Regions from separate parts of the Mus musculus genome. Here region 1 is linked to region 2. Evidence: chromatin contacts called from public Hi-C data. All regions are on one chromosome and are shown on one strand. Each heading gives the region's core, a stretch centred on a gene start, on an enhancer-like site or on the middle of the called end of the contact. The rest is flanking DNA. Distances are from core to core; before and after follow the strand shown. Region 1 has its middle 110 kb from the start of Gm46481. Region 2 overlaps Klf12 (Kruppel-like factor 12).

Evidence for each region. A called contact is a pair of places that touch in the nucleus more often than the background predicts.
Region 1: a contact with region 2 is called in a Hi-C map of cranial neural crest, with 3 times the contacts expected there. The contact joins two enhancer-like sites. A contact is called at or near these places in 8 of 484 Hi-C or Micro-C datasets (cardiomyocytes, cerebral cortex, cortical neurons and 3 more) and 1 of 115 datasets of contacts at active chromatin or transcription factors (stem cell-derived neural progenitor cells).

Annotation. Positions count from the first base shown.
Region 1 is chr14:100,947,223-100,954,243 of GRCm38.p6, reverse strand. No RefSeq gene overlaps it. Among named protein-coding and RNA genes, the nearest start is that of Gm46481, 110 kb to the left of the region's middle. Within about 2 kb of position 3,538, at least 13 of the 459 cell types and tissues checked have an H3K27ac peak or open chromatin away from gene starts, as enhancers often do.
Region 2 is chr14:99,929,508-99,936,480 of GRCm38.p6, reverse strand. The region is part of intron 5 of Klf12 (Kruppel-like factor 12); the gene reads left to right. Among named protein-coding and RNA genes, the nearest start is that of Gm22970, 160 kb to the right of the region's middle. Within about 2 kb of position 4,385, at least 32 of the 459 cell types and tissues checked have an H3K27ac peak or open chromatin away from gene starts, as enhancers often do.

The sequences.
Region 1 (7,021 bases), core at 2,289-4,788, 1.0 Mb before region 2:
TCTTTGAGTACTGATATTTAGGAATCGGGATGTGTTTGGAGGGGGCTAGATAGGTTCTTGGGTGGGATGAAGTCAGGGTACTCCACTAGGATCTGCTTAGACCCCGGAAATGGAGGCAGAGAGTAAAGAGAGTCCACAATAGGTAGTCTGTTACAAATGCTGGGAATGAGACTGGGGAACTGGGCTTGGAGGAATGGAGGGAGAGCTGAAGATCTGCAGTTACTTTAACTGCTTTGCTAGCTGGAGTGGCCTTAGGGTTCCCAGTGAGGAACTAATGGAGTTGGAAACTTGGATGAATCAATGACTCTGAAGGAAAGAATTGGAGGGCAAAATCTGTGTGATCTAAGGAGATGGGTTCAAGGAAGGATGGGATGTCCAAGCTGTGGTCTGATGCAGAGCTGGGGCTAAGACTGGGGATTGGACTTGGCAAAGCTGAGGGAAAGTACTAAAAGAGATGTTAAACTTTTCCTAATTACTAACTATTAGGTTATAAAGCCTGTATAACTATGATGATGCATAACTATAGTCACATATGAGCAGACATTATATAGGGAAGTCTTGAGTCTTTGGGGTAGATGTTTCTTTTCTTGATTGATAAGAATTGCTCATTAGCATTTGAAGACTAGTTGAATTTTTCTGACTATATTTCCAGTGGAACAATGATCTTATAGAAATGGTCATGATATATAATTTTCAACGTAGAAGTGAAAGATTCTCTCTGAAGTCACAAAGTTGTCAGTGGCAGAATCAGAATTAACACAAGGTTTCTGATGATTAATGTTGATTATCAACTTGACAGTGTCTAGAATCTGCTGGGAGAGGAACTCTGGATAGATTTGGGAGGGAGTTTCTATCTTTGGTTGAGGTAGGAAGGCCCTTTAACTACAGAAAGCACAATTCTACAGGATTTGGATTCCACTCAATAAAAAGGAGAAAGTGAATGGGTGGAGAACCATCTTTTATTGCTCACTACTTTTGAGTACAAATGCAATATACCCTCTACTGCCATAGTTTTCCTTTGAAAAGGCGATGGACTATACTCTCAAAATGTCAGCCAAAATACATCCTTCCCTCAGGCAAAGAACATGGGAGTTGTAAAGAAGATATAAATCTAAATGTTTTTTCTAGTTTCAATTCTGTCGTTAGTATCAGTTTTTGTAGCGAATTAGTGCACAAAAATTTAATTGACGCCAAAAGTGTAAAAACTCACAGAGTCATAATAGCCATTCTAACTCTCTAGAAGCTTACTGAGCTATACAGAGTTCAGAGTGACTACTTTAATCTAATTGTGTGAATTTTTTATTTGAGGTTTTATTTTATTTCATTAAAATAAAATAATGTTATTTTTAAAATTACTTCCATCTTTAAGTTTCTTTGCTAGATACTTTCTCAATTAATAAAAACTCAATGAATGCATCCAAGTCTGTATCCAAGTCTCAGTATATGATGTTGCCTTCATATGAGAGTAGTAACAATATTGGGGACCATATTTGCTCTATCATAGAGAAGATAAATTTGAAAAATGATGAAGGCAAAGGGTATGATTTTAGGGAGTTTGAATCTCAATTTTTCAATGGCCATAGTATAAACCCAGGAGCAAAAATTAGCTTCATGGCTGTAGGAAGTTCTTTAGCTAATCCTAGAATCACGTTTTATATCATTGAATCATAGACTTACTATCTTGAGCAGTGTCATTATAAAACTCAGGAAAATATGATTAAATTAATTTATAATAATCCTTCTTGTATTCAGCATTCTCAAAGGTGGGGGGGGGCAGAGAATGAACTAGAGTCACAGGGCCACTCAGTCACAAGTGAGACATCTATCTCTATTTTATCACTTTCCCACCCAAGATTCAGGGAGTATTGTAGAAGAGGGGACAGAAAGATTATAAGAGCAAGAGACTGGAGAGAACTGGAGGTAAACAATCTTCTGGCCAAGACAGGGCTGTATCACTCATGAACTCACAATAGCTTATCTACACAAGACCTGCGCTACATTAAGCCAATCAGTATTACAGCATGAAGTAGAAAGCCCATCTTTAACTGAGAAACTATGAGAATAGATTGCTTCTTGGGGAGAGAGATTCAGTTTTCTTTGAAGATGTAGCCCCTAGTAGGTCAATTATGGTACAGTAGATGAACCACACTCCTGAATATATAGGAAGAACAAAATAGACTCAGTGGGTTGCAAGAAATTTGGCTTCTTTAAAAACATAGAAATGTTATGTGAATATGAATATGTTTTTGTTCAAGGTGTGAGATACGGGGCTGCTTCAGATTATACAAGGCAGCAGACTATGATTTGCCTTTTGTTTCATCAAGACCATGATTTTTGCCAGCTGCAGATAGTTTTTCCCAAGTGTATGATATTTGAAAGTCTAGAAACTCTTGAGAGTATATATATATATATATATGAAGAGGCCTAGAGAAGGATATGGCTGCTGCAATTTCTCCTGCTGTGGTTCCTGCTGGCTGGCTGCTGGCTGGCTGCTGGCTGGCTGCTGACTGGCTGCTGGCTGGCTCCTGGCTGGCTCCTGGCTGGCTCCTGGCTGGCTCCTGGCTGGCTCCTGGCTGGCTATTGGCTAGTTGTTGCTGGTTCCTGGTTGAGATATCCTAACAAAGAAGATCAAAAGTGCCCCAAGGAACTTGATACCCTTAATCAGTAGGAAGTAGTCTAAGGATATTAATACCTCCTTTCTCCTCCAGCCTTCTTTGTGTAGTTGGAAAATATAACAGTGGAGAAGGAACACATAAAGTGGACAAAAGGCAGGTTAAAAAAAAATAAAAGAAGACATGAAGATATGAACAGGGAGTGTGTGGGAGATCTGCGAGGAGTTAGGGGAAGGCGTGTAAAATACGTAAGATAAAAATACATTGTGCATATATAAAAATTTCAAAGAATAAATATTATTTTTAAAAGCATACAAGTGTTCATGAAATTAACAATATAGTTTATTCTATTGCATTTTTGTCTTCTTTTGGGGTGAGCGATACTTTGGAACTCACCAATTGGCACAAATAGAAAATAACTAGGAATATGAGTGTTTCATGCCTCAATTTTCTAAAGCAATTTTATCATTGTGCATTTCCAGACTATGTAAACAAAGGGACCTCACACGGTTACCTTTTGAGCACACTGAAGACAAAAACATGTTGTGATTTGCACAGTTATTGGGAAGATCTGCAGTACTGAACCATGTGTGCTTCGTGTTGGCAGCCTCTGAACACAGACAGTTATGTTTGAAAAGTTGGCAAGTCCATAACAAATTCTTGCATACTTGAAGCTGCCTTGTTGATTTCCTTTCAACTCCATCCCAAGGCAGACCAGACTCTTCCTCTGCAGCACAGCAATGTGGCAAGAAGGAATGAGCTCCCCCCCCCCCCATGATTCCTCTATTCCCCCTCCTCACACAAATCATTCTCCCCAGATTTCAAAGAAACCCCAGAGCGGAATTCTTGCTGTTCTATCTCCAGGACTACAGCCAGCACAAATCAAGAAAATGGTTTCCAGGTGCAGACCACCCTCCCTTCCCCTTCACTTTAAAATCCGCTGATTGTTTCACTCTTTAATCTTTAGATGGACGATAGGGGGAACAGGAGGGTAAACCTTAGGATTCAAAAGCCTATGGAAAATTACTTCGTCTTTTTCATTTTAGGGCAGTCAGTTCTCTTCTCCAAATCATATCACACAACCCAGCACGATTCATTCTGTCTCTTTTGATAAGCCTCAGACCCTAAATAACCTAGATGCATTATCTGAGCCACGAAAGGAGCCCTATGGAGTGAAGCTTTCATGAAAGTAGTTTTAATCCAATGCTATTACTATCTCCCAGTAACTAGCTCCATTTTCACACAAAGACGTAATTGGTGAGAAAAAAAATTGCTTACTCTTCACAATGGTCCTCGATCTGCTAAGTTCAGGTAATAGCATGTAATTATTGATAAACAAAACACTGAGAGGAAGTGTGTTTGGTGAACTTTCCTAGAGGTAATAATATTCACCGAAGTATATAATGACAGCTGGCAATGGCAGTACTCAGTACAGGTACCGTAGCCCCATTCTTCTCTTAACTGTAGTCAGACATCCAGTGTCCAAATATCAGTGTTGGCTTCTACTACACCTCTGCCCAGGAGGCTTCCCATGTCCAGGTATGTGAGTCCATTTGCATTGTCACAACTCAAAAACCTTTGGAGTCTATCCCATGTTGTCACTGAATCTTCTGTGATATTTTAACTTTATAGATCACAGTTAAACATTTTTTGGGGACAATTGATTGTGTTTTTCATCTTGTTTTCATGCAGGTATTCATGTACTGATGGATAAAATTTAGGTATTTTAAGGGAGGAATGAATTTCACAGTCTTTAAATTGATCCATAAAAAGGACATGTTTTACACATCAAATTCACATTTTCACTTTTTGTTTATCCTGTGAACACCTAAACCTCATGCATATTCTAAATTCCTTTATTTATAGGAAATAAATAACATAGTTTTCTTTTTTTCTTGAGTTTTCTAATTTTGTCATGACATTTTTCTATATCATTTCATTTCCCTGATACATCATTTCTTCTTATAGAAGACAGAAATTCATGCTTTCAGATCTGCTAGTAAAATCATCAGATTCCTACCAGTTTATTTGCCTAAAATGAATCCCTTGGGAAGTCCTCTAAATCTATTTTGCTTTGGACTTAGTGTCCGAAACTGTTAGTGTTTGCCAAGATTCATGTTTTCTTCCTCTTTGGCACATTATAAATACATCTGCAAGCTCCTTGAAGTAAGAGGAACATACTGACAGAGGTGTGACTAATAAAAGAGGCAGAAGAGATGTGGTTGCTTATCAGCCAGCTGTTTGAACATTGCCAATGTATAATTTTCTATTACCTGATAACTGAAGGCAAGAAGGCTGTTTAGATTCAAGAGAGAAAAACATAATGATATGATATATGCTAGAATACACATATGTAAATAGATGTGTGTATATATGTGTGCATGTATGTATTCTTAAATATCTGTAAAATAAGAAATTAAGCATATACTTACCCAGGAGAAAATATACTATGCTGAGTCACTGAGACTTGGGGACCATTTTCCTTTTCTACCATTACAGAAATCAATACATTGAGGTGAGCATTTACAGAAATGCAAAACTGGGAATTTATGATACAGTGGTTCAGTGCATGATTTTAAGAAATCCTCCTAAAGCCTGCTGCCCACACAGACCTCTTGTGCTGTTGAGGTAGCTGTGTTACTTGTTACAGTGGATCGTTTCGAAGTGACCATATGGTACTTCAGACTAAACATGCAGAGCATTGTTGGAGCCCCTATCAGCCAAGGTACAGTAAAAATGAGAGAAAATTACGTTAAGAACTGGCTGATTTGAAAACAGAAATAGAAAAAAGATACAATACAGGAATTGAATGACATGAAAGCATAGAAATCCTAGGGTTTTTTTTCCTAGAGTGTAGCTTGCAGCAGGAAAGAATGGAGGAATGGAGGAGTTGACTGCACTGTGGCTTCTTAGTTTTCAAATGTTATTTTCCATTCATTCATATATATATATATATATATATATATATATATATATATATATATATGAATGTATGTACTATATATACTGTATATTATATATATATAGTATATAGTATATATATATATATGTTTGCTTACATATGTTACACATATTTATATATGCTATTCATAATAGGTTCATAGTCATGTATAGGTTAAATATAATATATAGGGTACATAAAGCATATACCTATATAGACTATATTCATTTATATAAGCTATATAGAATATGTATTTATATAGGCTACAAGAAAACCAGTGTCTTATACTTGAAGATCATGTGCAAGAATAGGCTGGGTGTGCTTAAAGGTATCTGGAAATGACTGATAATGAGAAGATCAAAAAGTTGTATTTTCCTTTATTTTATATTAGATATTTTCTTTATTTATATTTCAAATGTTATCCCCTTTCCTCATTTCCCCTCAGAAAACTCGCCTACCCCATCTCTCCCTCTGCCCCCCACCTTCTAACCTGCCCACTCCTGCTTCCCTGTCCTGGCATTCCCCTACACTGGGGCATCAATCCTTCACAGGACCAAGGGCTTCTCCTATCATTGATGTTCCACAAGACCATTCTCTGCTACATATGCAGCTGGAGCCATGAGTCCCTCCATGTGTACTTGTTTGGTTGGTGGTTTATTCCCTGGGAGCTCTGAGGGTACTGATTAGTTCATATTGTTGTTCTTCCTATGGGGCTGCAAACCCTTTCAGCTCCTTGGGTCCTATCTCTAGCTCCTCCTTTGGGGACCCTGTGCTCAGTCAAACAGATGGCTATGAGCATCCACTTCTGTATTTGTCAGGCACTGGCAGAATCTGTCAGAAAACAGCTATATCAGGCTCCTGTCAGCAAGCACTTGTTGACATCCACAATAGTGTCTGGGTTTGGTGGCTGTTTATGGGATAGATCCCCAGGTGGGGCAGTCACTGGATGACCTTTCCTCCAGTTTCTGTTCCAAACTTTGTCTCTGTATCTCCTCCCATGGGTATTTTGATCACACTTCTAAGAAAGACTGAAGTATCCACACTTTGGTCTTTCTTCTTGAGCTTCATGTGGTCTGTGAATTGTATCTTGGTTATTTGGACCTTTTGGGCTAATATCCATTTATCAGTGCATACCATGTGTGTTCTTTTGTGACTGGGTTGCCTTACTCAGGATGATATTTTCTACTTCTATCTATTTGCCTGAGAATTTCATGAATTCATCTTTTTAATAGCTGAGTAGTACTTCATTGTGTAAATGTACCACATTTTCTGTATCCATTCCTCTGTTGAGGGACATCTGGGTTGTTTCCAGCTTCTGGCTATTACAAATAAGGCTGCTATGAACATAGTGGAGCATGTGTCCTTATTACATGTTGGAGCATCTTCTGGGTATGTGCCCAGGAGTGGTATAGCTGGGTCCTCAGGTAGTACTATGTCCAATTTTCTAAGGAACTACCAGACTGATTTC
Region 2 (6,973 bases), core at 3,136-5,635:
CAAGTAGCAAATACCCCTGCCAACGTTTTGGCCCGCCATCTTGAATGTTCCCACACACTCCATATTTGTGGGCAATAGTGATTGTGTCCTGTTAACTGTTTCTTGACTTAGAGAACAAAAGCATATGTGACAACTCCAGTTGCATAAACTCCTGGCCATTTGTGATTTTTTTTTCAGCCCACGTGAGTCGGTAAATAAGTCTCAGTAAGCCTTTAAGTTTGTTTTAGAAGAAAGCTTTCTCCTGTAAATGGGCTAGCAAACCTGTTTGCACTTTCACTTTGATTACAATTAAAAGTGGGCCTCGAGGGGAAACTACATCTCAAATCTCTCCGAAACCACAGCTATTTATAATAAATGTTTCAACACCTCCGTCTATATCTCTGTTTGTTTGTTTATTTATTTATTTATTTATTTATTTTGGTTTTTTGAGACAGGGTTTCTCTGTATAAGCCTGGCTGTCCTGGAACTCACTCTGTAGACCAGGCTAGCCTTGAACTTAGAAATCACATGTCTCTGCCTCCCAAGTGCTGGGATTAAAGGCATGCGGCACCATGCCCGGCTTATTTATTTATTTTTATTTCATTATTTTGAGCGGAAGCCAACTTCAAACTCTCTGCTCTCCCCAATCCTTCCATGTCAGCTTTCCTTGTGATGGAGTTATGCGCAGATGCACCACATCTCGCTCAGTGAATTCTTTGGTAACTTCAGCTACCTCGTTTTAGCTTGGTGAGAATTATATGTACTTAAATTCTGTGTTTCATCTTCAAAATTGATTTTATTAAAAAAAAAAAAAAACGTTGATCTAATTTTCTTAAATTCTCTTATTACCCAGAATTTCTGCAAGAAACCATGATGAAAATAGCAAGTTGGTTCTGTTCCTGCTGATGTCAGCTGAATATCTCTAATATCTCTTTCACCACAATAAAAATGGTGTGGGAAAGGAATTAAGCTAGGTTATTTTCTGTAGTTATTTTCTTAATTATATGAGAATTGGGGCTATAAGATCATGTTGAGCCATGGGGGGTCACCAAGTCTGAGAATTTGCTTTTTCTGTTACAAGTGTGATGTTTTGCTTTCATTAGCCTTTAGCTCAGAACGGTATATAAACATTACACTGCAGACCTGCTGTCCGGACACGTAGGACAATAGTTCTTGTTGGTTCATGGCTTCTGTTCACTGCGGCAGCCAGCATAGGTATAGGACTGTCAAGGTATAGGACTAACAGGTATCAGACTATCAAGATAATACATCATTCTCACACTAACAAGGACGTTAATTTATGCTCTAAAATAATTTGCTTAGTTCTAGTGTTTGTTGACTCTTCATATAATTGTTATTTGTGGGGTACATTTGATACCGCATTGAGTATTTAAACTCCACATAGAAAAGCTACCTACAAGTCCTGTTGCTTACTGAATTTGAAATGACATCACATGTTTATCCTCTGTCAGGCTGCTTTCCCTTCGAAACCTGCTCAGATAGTAAAGTTTAAAATAAAAGATACTGTATGAAATCTGAACAAATGGAGTTATTAATATATGCATTGCAGAAAATAGTGTGTTCCAATATGAAAATATGTATGTGTTCCATATAACAGTACCATTGACTGCTCTTTTGGTTAGGGGTGTGAGGAGGGGTCTTGTGTAGCCCAGGCTAGCATATATCTCACGTAGCTAAGGCTACACTGAAATCTATATCTTCCTCTGGTCAAGTCCTGGTATTACAGGTGTGCACCATGACAGACGATTGAGATACCTGCTCTTTTACCATAAATTTGGTCATTGCAAATGAGAGGGAGGGAGAGAGAGAGAGAGAAAGAGAGAGACAGACAGACAGAGACAGACAGACAGACAGACAGACAGACAGACAGAGAGAAAGAGAACGAGCTATGTTCCATATAAGTATTTGAGAGAAGAACAACTACAATGGGAAGCCAATCAAAACTCTCACTATATCTATGAAGATGCTGGGAACGGTGCGTGCAGTAATAACTCCAAAAGGCCTACCAGTAGGGACGTTCCATGGACTATAATTTTGTCCTGATCTACATCTACCCCCACTCCCAGTTTTCGCATGCACAGAGGAGTCTCTGTGGACACAAGACAGCCAAGTAATCAAGCGTTTAGTACTTTCAAATTATTAATGACGGTTTTATCTGACCGCTGGTCTTTATAAAGTTTCTTGATTATTTACCTAAAACTAACTATTACATGTCTTGGCATAGCAAAACATCCTAATAATATGTATCTTTTACTATCTGAAAAAGGGCAATAGATGATGTATTTATCAAAATATCTACAACAACACAGTATCGTTGGTCCTCACTATATATATTCACAGCTAATTAGCTGCCTGCTCTGCTGGAATCCACTGCCCATTCTCCTGGAATCCTCTATCCATTCTCCTGGAATCCTTTGTCCATTCTCCTAGAATTCTCTATCCATTCTGCTGGAACCCACTGCCCATTCTCCTGGAATCCTCTATCCATTCTGTGGAATCCTCTATCCATTCTCCTGGAATCCTTTGTCCATTCTCCTAGAATTCTCTATCCATTCTGCTGGAATCCTCTGCCCATTCTGCTGGAATGCACGGGATATTCGGGGGAAGCCGTTGTCTCTAAGTTTCCATTCACCTAAATAAGCGCCCTTTATCAGATGGGAGTCTCCAGTTAGAAGTAAAGGCAACTAAGTGACTCAGACTGCCATAAACCAAGGAACATGGGGACTCTAGAAGCGGATAGGGTGTAAAAGAAGATAAAGCAGAAGCAGAACCCCTGACTCAGAGCAACAGGCCAGGTGCAGCGGAAGGACTTAGCAGGCAGCTCTGACCCAGAGGAGCCCAGCCCAACACTGGCCCTCACACTCAGCGTAAGGGAAGACAGGTCCTTATGATGGACTTCAGACTGGGCTGTATCTAGCCCTGGGCTAAGGAGGAAGGGCCTGGGTGTTGACAGGACTAAGGCTATTTCAGAAGGAGAGGAAGAGGGAAGAAACGGAGTTGTGGTTTCCTGAAAGACAAGGAGGCTTTAGTGGCAAAGCCGTGGAGAGCACTCGTCGCAGGCTGGCCACCTTCAGTTTTCTCTTCTGTTCAAAGGGGGAAAGAAACTGTCAGAGTTAGGAACCTTGAATGATTTCCCTGGGAGGCTGTAGTTTCTCATCTTTCTGATGATACCAAGATGTACTTTTAACAGTAGCTAGAGAAAGTGACTTTCTCGAGTGCTACCCTGTTATTCAATAGCCAGAACCCAAGGATGCTAAGGCAGAAAACACACAGAGCCTTTCCCACGGAGTGCCCAACGTTTCATTCTAACCACCGCATCCCTCTATCCTCATCGGACATTGAATCACATAATCAAAAATAACCTGTCTATATGGAAAACACACGTTGTGTTGATACTAAAAATGGGCAGAGGACAGCAGAGCTTCCTGGGAGATGCCCAGAGTGTGTGGCCAGAAGCTTGCGTTCTGTTGTACATCTGCCTTTGAACTCCTGCATCACTGTATTTGTCTCACGTCAATCGAAGAATGTCAGGCCCAAACTGTTGCAGTTTTAGCAAGGTGCTTAGGAAATCCTACTCCTCACTGGGGCATCCTGAAGGAAAACGCTTTATAAGCCTAGGTCTTTAGTAACCATCCCATTTGGTCTTCGTTATAAAAGGTTCCTTCCTACCGCCCTGGTGATTCGTTGGCGTGCCTAGTACTCATCACAGACCCTGACGAGGCTACAGTTTGCTTCAGGTGTCTCCGAAACAATGTAGAATCCTGAGCCTATAGGGAGGTTTAAGGTGTGGTTCAATACAATCAGTACATATATGTTCTAGAAAGGGTTTGTGCCACAGCTGGATGAAAAGGGAACTTGTAGGGAGTGATGCAGAATTTGCTTCAGTTTGCCCAGAAGAGCAGTGCTCTGTGTCCTTGTCACTGTGTGGACACTGGAACTGCTCTCCTGAGCTACAAAAATACGGAGAACATTTATATATCAGAATATCTACTTAACAGTCTGAAAAAAAAAAAAAAGCCATGACTTTATTCACCCATAGGGTGATGTTAATATTCTTGCAAAATCCCTTTATTTCCATAGGTTTTGCCCATTCCTCTAATCATTTCCTTAAACATCTGTAAAGAAAAATACTACTTTATGTGGGAATGCAAGAGACAAGCAAACTCACTCCTGTTATTTTTCACTTTTAGACCTGAATTATTTTGTGAAGTTTACAAAGCCCTGTAGCTTAACTTAAGAGTGGACTGATGTCCTTCGGTGGAAGTAATTTACAGTAATCTTCCCCAACCTGCATGGTATTTATTTGTGAAAGACAAGGAAGTATGGAATTACCATGGAGAACAGAAACAAAGGCCGGAGGAAACCATGTTCAGAACAGAAGAGAGTTGCTGCCACCTAGAGGTGGAAGTGGGTGTCGCTGAGAGCTGTAAATGGTTGATGTCATACAATCCTAAAACCAAAATGCAATCTAGGGACATCATCTCCACCTCTAAACAGGAATGGACTCATTTGGCCTTCTAGCCTCCATTAAAACTGGGCCTTGAATGCTCAATAAGATTGTAGTGGCTCGGGGTTTTTGTTTTTGTGTGTTTCATTTTTGTTCTCTTCAGCCTTATTTCTTTCTGTTCCTGCAGTTAGTTCTAACTCTCTGAAAGTCTTCGTCCTCCACAGCACATTTGTGAGCCATTTGCAAGCTAGTGGGTAATGTCTTTTCCATACTCTGGGCTACCTTTTTTCCAATGTTATCCTAAAATTTCCACTAGGGATGCCCCACTTCTCATCAAATTGTGTGGCTCGTGCAATTTTACTTTTTTCCTAAAACAGGGCAGGAGGCAGGGGCAAGCTATGTGGTTGGAGTCCTGGGAAGACGGGCAAGAGGAGAGGACCCTGAGCCTCACCTGAATCATGTAAAAACCTGGTAACTGCCTATAATCCTAGCATTTTGGAGAAAGATGCAATTGCATCCAAGAGCATACCAGATGCCTGGATTGACCCCGGAGCTACATGTTTCTTGCCTCCTCCTCCTTCCGCATGCCCTCACCATCCCTAGCTGGATGCACTCCTTTAAGCTCCTCACTGGCATCCCTCAATAGAGGGTCTTTCACCATGCCTAGTGATCACTGCCAAAGGCCAGTGGAATTACTCCTGGGTTCCTAGCTTAGCTGTTTTGGCAAGAATTTGGAAGTCCAGAGTCCTTACCATTGCACACGAGTCCTTTCCCAGATGTTTGAAGCCCTGCGCATCATGCACAGAGCCCTTACCATTGCACACGAGTCCTTTCCCAGATGTTTGAGGCCCTGCGCATCATGCACAAGCACTTGCCCATTTTCCTTCCTGTGAACTTTCTCATCTTCCTGGACCCTAAATTTCAGCCACATTCAGTAGCGGAACATGCCACAGCAGGCTCCGGCCACACTGATCACTAAAGCCACTATATCCGTTTCGGTACTTTCGCCTTGTTAGTGGGAAGCTCAGGAAGTTTTGAAAGATTTGTCCAAGTTTGCAGAACAAATCAAACTCAGGATCAGCACATCTTTCTTCTAACTATGGTGATTTTTTTTTTTCTTTCCATTTTTTGGTGACCATTTCCCATCTCTTGAAGCATACTTCAAGAAGAGCAGAAGAGCTCAGATCTGGGGAGCAGGGAGGGGTTGCCTCCTGTTAACCATCTCTAAACGTCAAACCATCGTCTCTGTTTCTTGCCTGTTTGTAACTACTGTGCTGGACAAAACCTTTGAAGTGTGTGTGTGTGTGTGTGTGTGTGTGTGTGTGTGTGTGTGTGTGTGTGAAACAGACGTGTAGTTCTGAAGCTCACGCGCAACACCTGCTCTGTCGCTCCCTAATTAAGAGATGCAGAGACAACATTGAGTCCTTCCTGCTCTTGCCTATTTAATTTATAGGGATAATCCGATGCTGAACGAAGGGGACTTTGTAGGAGAGGACTTCATAAGCCTTATGAGGCAAGTCGGTAAAACATGGCTCTGCGGCATTGTCTTTTTCATTTTTTTTTCTCTTAAGTAAACCTTCTTTATAATGCTTTAACAATACAAACTTTGCCACATTTCTCTTTGTTCCTCATTTCCACGAGCCACATACTATCTCGAGATGTTCTAACTGCACTCCTCGCCTCCACCTGCCTTTGGAGACCATCCTTTCTCCACTGGATCCGGGGTTTCCTCAGTGGGCTTGCGAGGGAGCTCTATCTCTCTGCTTTTGCTCTGCCAGCCAGTTCTCCATGGCAGAGGGAAAACCGGCTTGATTAATACAAGCTTGCTTTTCCTATCTCCTTGTGATTGTAATTAGTCTGACGCAGAAGGTTCTCCCACTGAATGAGTGTTGTGTGGCTTTAAAAAAACAAAGCAAAACAAAACAAAACAAATCTGTGTCCTTTGAGTATATTCATTGAACGGGTTTATTTGTGGCTTATATTAATGGATTTGAAAATTGACCTTGTAGTTGTTACTGTGATGCCTTTCCAAAGCACAAATAACCCTCAGACATTGCAACTCTGGATGTGAAACATAACTTCAGTGCTGGATCCAAGGTTTAATAGGAATAATGTGCATGCCATTTTAGCTTGAACAGGCGCTTAGATAACTTTGCTCTTTAGTCTATTAGCTTATTCAACAGCTACAGAATTTTAAACAGCACCGAGAAGAGTGTCAATCTTTGGGGTAAAGACTTAAATCATTTATAGTTCCAAGAACTAAGAGGCTAGAGCGCAAGATCACAGCAGGCCGTGTCCCCACAAACCTGAAGCACTGAAAGGGCCAAAGCATTGAAGACAGTTTACAGGAAGTGGCTGCCCAAGAAAGTCTAGTGTTATCATTGGCCACAGAGGGAGATGTGGCCTCTGAAAGCAATAAACGTAGATTGTATTCTCCAGTAATTATTTTAATTCCTTTAAAACTGACCCGGTTTTGAATACATACGAAGAACAACTGAACGACACGGAAGTTGGAGAGCAGGCTTT